Regions from separate parts of the Sus scrofa genome. Here region 2 is linked to region 1. A link is a contact called in public HiChIP or PLAC-seq data. All regions are on one chromosome and are shown on one strand. Each heading gives the region's core, a stretch centred on a gene start, on an enhancer-like site or on the middle of the called end of the contact. The rest is flanking DNA. Distances are from core to core; before and after follow the strand shown. Region 1 holds the start of SCARF1 (scavenger receptor class F member 1). Region 2 holds the start of TLCD2 (TLC domain-containing protein 2).

Evidence for each region. HiChIP or PLAC-seq counts read pairs in DNA pulled down with a chosen protein or histone mark.
Region 2: a contact with region 1 is called in an H3K27ac HiChIP or PLAC-seq map of skeletal muscle. The contact joins the promoter of TLCD2 here to the promoter of SCARF1 in region 1. A contact is called at or near these places in 1 of 5 promoter capture datasets (liver), 6 of 47 Hi-C or Micro-C datasets (embryonic fibroblasts, liver, mesenteric adipose tissue and 2 more) and 2 of 2 datasets of contacts at active chromatin or transcription factors (alveolar macrophages and skeletal muscle).

What each region holds. Positions count from the first base shown.
Region 1 is chr12:47,858,999-47,862,111 of Sscrofa11.1, forward strand. It overlaps SCARF1 (scavenger receptor class F member 1), which reads right to left and starts at 1,445. Exons shown (of 17, transcript XM_003358192.4): 1 at 1,034-1,445; 2 at 866-959; 3 at 680-786; 4 at 1-588. RILP (rab-interacting lysosomal protein) reads right to left here and starts at 1,431. Exons shown (of 17, transcript XM_013990001.2): 1 at 1,034-1,431; 2 at 866-959; 3 at 680-786; 4 at 343-588; 5 at 1-134. The coding sequence starts at 1,261. It overlaps PRPF8 (pre-mRNA-processing-splicing factor 8), which reads right to left. Exons shown (of 43, transcript XM_021067568.1): 40 at 3,110-3,113; 41 at 2,839-2,978; 42 at 2,534-2,736; 43 at 2,043-2,376. The coding sequence ends at 2,222.
Region 2 is chr12:47,916,672-47,919,937 of Sscrofa11.1, forward strand. TLCD2 (TLC domain-containing protein 2) reads right to left here and starts at 1,586. Exons shown (of 5, transcript XM_021067585.1): 1 at 1-1,586.

The sequences.
Region 1 (3,113 bases), core at 195-2,694:
GCCAACTCCTCCTTCAGCAGAAACACGTTGGCTTTGAGCTCATTCCGCTCCTGAAGGATCTGCTCAACCTCCGCTCGACTGAAGCTGCACTGCCCCACCTTGGGGGGGCGCCCTGGCTGCGGCGGGGCGTCCGTCTGCGGAAAGACAGGTGTGGGGGCGCCGCGGCTGGAGCTGATGTGCCCCCCGCGACCCGCTGGGAGACTTGAGAGGCCAGGGCACTCCAAGGGATGCCAGACCAGTGCTCTGGCTCGTACCGCCTTCCAATTTCCCGGTGGCCCGGCTACGCAGCACAGCAAACCTTTCCCGAGCGCCCACGAGTCCCTGACCACCTATGGCACTCACCGGGTTCTCAGGGGTCCCCTGGGTTCCGGCGTCGGGGGCCCCCCGCTCGGGCTCTTGACCCTGCTCACCCACGGGACCTCCGGCCTGGCCCCGCGCCCGCTCTGGAGGCGGCCCCACGGCCGCTTCGCGCTGCAGCTCTCGCTCGCTCTCGCGGTCCCGCGCGGCGCGCAGCTGGGTTTCCACGGCGGCCAGCTTGTGCCGCAACTCCGCATTCACCAGCAGGAGGCGCTGCAGCTGCTCCTGCAACTGTGGGCGGAGCAAAGGCGGTGGCTGGTGGGCGGGGCGACGGGGGCCGGGAGAGCCCCGCCTCCCGTAGTCGGCCCCGCCCCGCCCTCACCGCCTCGGTCTCCTGGCTGCGCTGCAGCAAGTCACGGTTGTGAGCTCGGAGTTCGTCTCTCTGGCGGTCGGTCACCTCCTTGAGCTGCCGCAGCAGAGCGCGCTCTTCTGAGGAAGGGGCGTTCTTAGGTGTGGCCCTCAGCGGAGCCGCCCCGCCGTGCCCCGATCCCGGCGCGTCCGTACTCACCCTGTGGCCCAGAGCGCAACTCTATACGGAGGCGCTCGTTCTCCTCCCGCAGCCGCCGCAGCTCCAGTTCGGCCTGCTGCGCCGATACCTGCAGCTGGGGGAGGCCAGGCTCTCAGGGTCAGGCCCCGCCGACCCCTCGGGTGGCGAGGGGAGCTGGCCGTGACTCACCGAGTCTGGGGCGGGCCCGACGGCCGCCTTTTCCAGAAGCTCCAGCGCCCTCACCACGAGCGGCACGAGCCCGGCCGCAGCCTCCGGCCCGAAGCGGCGCGCCAGCTCCTTCAGCTCAGTGCCCAGGGCCCCCGCTAGGTGGTACACGAGCTCCGCGGCCGTCCCGGACCCCGCGTCCACCCGAGGCCCCCAGTCGTGCGCCCCAGGAGCCACCCTCCTGGGCTCCATGTCTCCCAAGGCGACTGGGGCTGCGACACCCTCCCCACGCCCCCAACTAGGGCAGGAAAAAAACAAAGTCCCGGCCCAGGAAGCAGTTTAGGGCAGTAGAGGGCGGAGTAGAAGTGACAAGGGAGGAGCAACTAAGGGAAAAGGCCTGGCAAGGGAGTCTCTGTGCCCTGGGCCCAGTCCTGTTCAAGCCCCCAAGGTCACAGGAAGCAGGACAGCCAACTTCCAGCCAGGCGGCCTGGAGCTGAGGCTCAGGGCTCTAAGTGGTCACTTTTGTCAAGCCCTCCCCGCAGTGCCCAAGCCAGGCTCCACCCCTGTGTCTGGAGTCACTGGGCCTGACTTGGCCGCCAGCTCAACAGGAGGAGGTGAGAGGTAGGAGGGTTGTCACTGCCTCAGCAGTGCCAGCCAACTGTCCAGCCCCGTGCCTGTTTCCAAGATGGACTGAGAGTGACGCAAAGCCTTAAGGGGCTAGGCTGGATACCACAGTGGCAGAGGACAAGCCAGGAGCTTATACACTCAAAACAGCAGCAACTGCTCAAGAGATGTTGAAAAGGGGTGAGGGTTTGCAAGTATTTTGAAGGGACATCGGCCTGTGTGGTCATGGTGGCAACAGTGTGACGGTCCAAGTCCCCTTTAGTTCTGAGTCTAGAGGATACTTACCCCCACAGCTCCCTGAACAGCGGGCCTCAAGAACCAGTCCCACGCCCTGCTGTCAACAAGTCCTGCCTATTATCCCTACATCCAGAATTTGAGCTCAGGGTAAAAAAAAAAAAACCTCAAAAACCCCTATTTATACAAAATTTATTATTATACTTTGTTCAGAATTACAAGTCACAGGAGATCAACAACATAATAAGCACAAATAGAGGAAAAAGGGGCCAAGCTGCTGAATGTCACCAGCTTGTCTGTGGGGGTAAAACGCTCTAGCCTTAGGGGAGTCTGAAGCAGGGGGTGAGGGGACAGCTAGGCATAGAGGTCCTCTCGGTCCGCAGAGTAGACCTCACCCTCCTGCAGGAGAGCGAAGTTGAGGAAGTGGGAAGGTCGGTGCACCTCGTGGTAGAACTCTTTGGGGTTTGCCAGCTGCAGCTCATACTTCATGTTGGGATCATGCCGGACACCTTGGAGTAGAAGGAAATGTCTCATGTGGACAAGGTCCACCTGCCTCATCCAGCCTGGGCCATCTCCAAACCAGAGTCTGGCCCTAAGGACTAAGGGTGGTGGCCTAACCCCAGCCTCACTTCCAGCCCCGCTCCCCGCCTGCAATGCCCCACATACCCATAAAGTTGTAGTTCCATGAGGACTGGGCAGGGACCATAAAGAAGCCAAGGAAGCGGTCTGACAGTAGCATCTGGACCCTCTCGTAGTGCGACGGTAGGTAGCCCTTGGGGTTGTTGCCCTTGTCTGTGTTCTGGCGGCCCCACTCATAGCCACTGGGGGTCAGCTTGTAGGCTGTCAGGGTGCAGGAGCCTGGTGTGAAGCTGAGGAGGGATGGGGACAGAGTCAGAGCTCAGGCCACCGTCTGGGTTCTAACCTGGAATGTCTACCCCACCACACTTCCTCCCAAGGGGGCCCAAGCCCACCTGCAGGTGATGATGATGGTCTTCTCGCCATCCCAAGATGGGTTGTCAGCCATGATCTTGGCATGGGTGGTGACATCCTGGGGTGATAGCTGGGGGGACTCGTTGGGCTGTGTATGAATCCAACCTAAGGGTTCCATTTCCTATTGGTAGAGCAGTGAAGTTACTTTGAGCCTTGTCCGCAGCCAGGAATCCCACCCATTAGAGTAACATCCTGCCTTCCCTCCACCACTCTGAGAGCAGAGGGCCCCAGTTCACCTGCACCCCCACTGACCTTG
Region 2 (3,266 bases), core at 336-2,835, 58 kb after region 1:
GCTGCGGAACCACTGATTTAAAGGGGCAAGTCTGAGACCCACCCCACCTCATCACTCGCGCCTCTCCACCACCACCACCAAAAAGGAACGTGTGGACAGGGATACAAGACTTTTCTGTAAGCTCCCAATGGAGGATGACAACAAGGGCTCTGCCACGGGACCGCTATGGTTCCTAGGAGCTCCAGAATTCTGAACCTGTGTTCAGAACATTGTGCCTTTAAGGAAACTTCCTGCCTTCCACCCCAGTAACAGCTGATTGTTGGAAAGTCTGACCTCCGGGGACGAATCAGCTGTTACCACATCCTCCTCCAGTTCTGCCCTCCTCTATCCCCTTATCCCCACCCCCTCATGGGGTGAGGGAAGAAAAGAGATGGAACCCCAAATATGGAGGACCTGCTTGTACGTTCTTCCCTCTTCCCTCTCCAAGACTGTCTTCCTCCTCCGCCCTCTCCTTCCTCCCTCCCCCAAGCTGCTGGTTAGTTCTTCAGAGGCTCTGAGCTTGGAAGGAGAGGTATTTCCTGTCAGCAAAGTCAGCTCAGACCCGTCCTCCCCAGTCTCATAGGGAGGCCACTACTGGGGAGGCCCAGAATGGTGGCTGGCGGGGTATGTAGGTGCTCCAGGAAGAGGTACTGGGGAAGGTTCAGTGAAGCTGAGGACCAAGCCTAGAGATGAATGGTTATGGAAACAAGCCTCCTCAGGGTCAAGCTGTCTCCTCCTCCCTGCTCCATTTCCTCTCCAGACAGGGTTTTGCTACGGGATCCTCCTGGCTTTACCTGTTACTCCACTTCTAACTCCTTAGACACGGCCTGGCCCTGCTCCATTTTTAACACTTTCACCCCTTCATTGCAAAGGTGTTAATGTGTAGCTGCCCAAGGGCTGCAGGTGGCACGCAATGGCCCCAGGGATCAGGGGCTTTGGCTGGGAAGTCCTGCCCGAAGACCCAGGTCAATATTTTGCCCCAGCCTGGAGCTGGGAGTCAGGGTCACTCCAGGACAAGCTTAGTGTGAAGTCCCAGGACTGAATTGGCAAGGTTGGGAGAAGCTGAGCAGGGTCTTGGCCAAGCCTGGAAGAAAGAAATCTCACCAGCTGGCCCTGTTCTCCACTATCCTTAGCATAGAAGCCCCATTCCCTTTTCACCCCTTGGAGGAGGCCCTTTCCCATCTCGTTCTAACTTTTCATGCCCCCACCCTCCCTCCCTATAGGGCAAAAGCACAGGCTTCAAGTCCAGGATTTCTCAGTCACAGCACTATTGACATTGGGACTGGATAGTTTCTTGCGGAAGCTGTCCTGTACATAGCAGCTTTTTTGCCAGCATCCCCAGCCAAATTAGATGCTATCAGCACACACACACACACACACCTTACTTATGACAATCAAAACTGTCTGCAGACATTACCAAATGTCCCCTGGAGGCCAAAAGCGCCCCCAGTTGAGAATCATTGAGTTAGACAAACTTGTATTCAAATGCAAGCTCTTACCAGATGTGAGGTTTTTGATTTTTTTTTTTAGGGCCACATCTGTGACATATGAAAGTTCCTAGGCTAGGCGTCAAATCTGAGCTGCAGCTGGGGCCACAGCCACAGCAACCCCAGATTTGGGCCCCATCTGCAACCTACACTGCAGCTTGCAGCAGTGCTGGATCCTTAACCCACCGAGCGAGGCCTGGGATCGAATCCACATCCTCATGGATACTAGTTGGGTTCTTAACCTGCTAAGTCACAATGGGAACTCCCTTACTAGCTCTGAGTTTGATGAAGATGCTTAACATCTTTAAGCCTCATTTTTTTCATTTACAAAATAGAATGTAGGAGTTCCCGTTGTGGCACAGCAAAAACAAATCTGACTAGGAACCAAGAGGTTGTGAGTTCAATCCCTGGCCTTGATCAATGGGTGAAGGATTAGGCATTGCCATGACCTGTGGTGTAGGTCGCAGACGCGGCTCGGATCTGGCATTGCTGTGGCTCTGGTGTAGGCTGGCAGCTGTAGCTCTGACTAGACCACTAGCCCGGGAACCTCCATGTGCCATGGGTGCGGCCCTAAAAAGACAAAAAAAAATTTTTTTTAAAAGACCCCCCAAAAATATAGAATGTATAATAAGTGCATGGCTTATTGTAGGGATTTAAAAAGGAATATGTTTGGAGTTCCCTGGTGGCCTAGTAGTTAAGGATTCAGCATTATCCCTGCTGTGGCTCAGGTCACTGCTTTGGTCAGGTTTGATTCCAGGCTGGGGAACTTCTGCATGCCATGGGCATTGCCATAAATAAATAAATAGAAGTATGTTTGCTTTTTTTTTTTTTTTTTAGGGCCGAACTTGCTGCTTATGGAAGTACTTAACCCGCTGATCAAGGCCAGGGATTGAACCCACAACCTCATGGTTACTAGTCATATTCTTTTCCACTGGGCCACAAGGGGAACTCCAAAAGAAGTATGTTTGAAAACACTTACTACAATACCTGGCCCACAGTTGGTGCACTAATGTTTAGCCACATCTGCGACCTACACCACAGCTTATGGCAACACCAGATCCTTAACCCACTGAGCGAGACCCGGGATCAACCCCCTGTCTGGATACTAGGAGGATTCGTTTCCTCTGCAGCAGGAGGGAATTCCAGCCTCCTTCACTTTTCTTCCAGATCAGCAGCAAGAGCTAACATTCAACACAGGCTGACTGCTGGGGCTCTGCAGCCTCGCTCCCTGACCATCCAAGCCATGAACTCCAAGAAACTCAATACTGAGATTGGCAAAGGGGAGTGGCTAATTTGGTACCAGATTCCCCAAAACCTAAGGGTAGTGGGTTGGGATTCAGGAAGCATTTGAGAATAGAGCTGCACAGAGCATTCTATTGCAAGATGCAGCTTGGAAATTACCTGCTTAATTCTGTTGCTTGTTAAAAATTCAGATTCCAGGGTCTCAATCAGAAGTACATCATACATTTGGAAAACCATGGTTTTAGGGCTCAGATTGAGGAAGGTGTCAGTGCCTCAGAAATCTTAGTACACCAGTGCCCAGTATTGCCAGGACATCCCTATTTAAGAGAAGGAAAGAACTGTCTTGAGAGGTAAGGTTAATTACACTCAAGGTCATTGTTGCATTGCAAGCCAGAACCACTAGAGGGCAGGGCACACACAAACTTGAAGAAAAAGTAATGCCTGCTTGGTCTAGCTAGGTAAACTGAGACCAGAGCAAAGACTACAAGGACCCAATTTTATTGGTACTAAGAGGCAGGCCGTACCACCTGTCCAAATTATCCATCCTCTGGTCTCTGG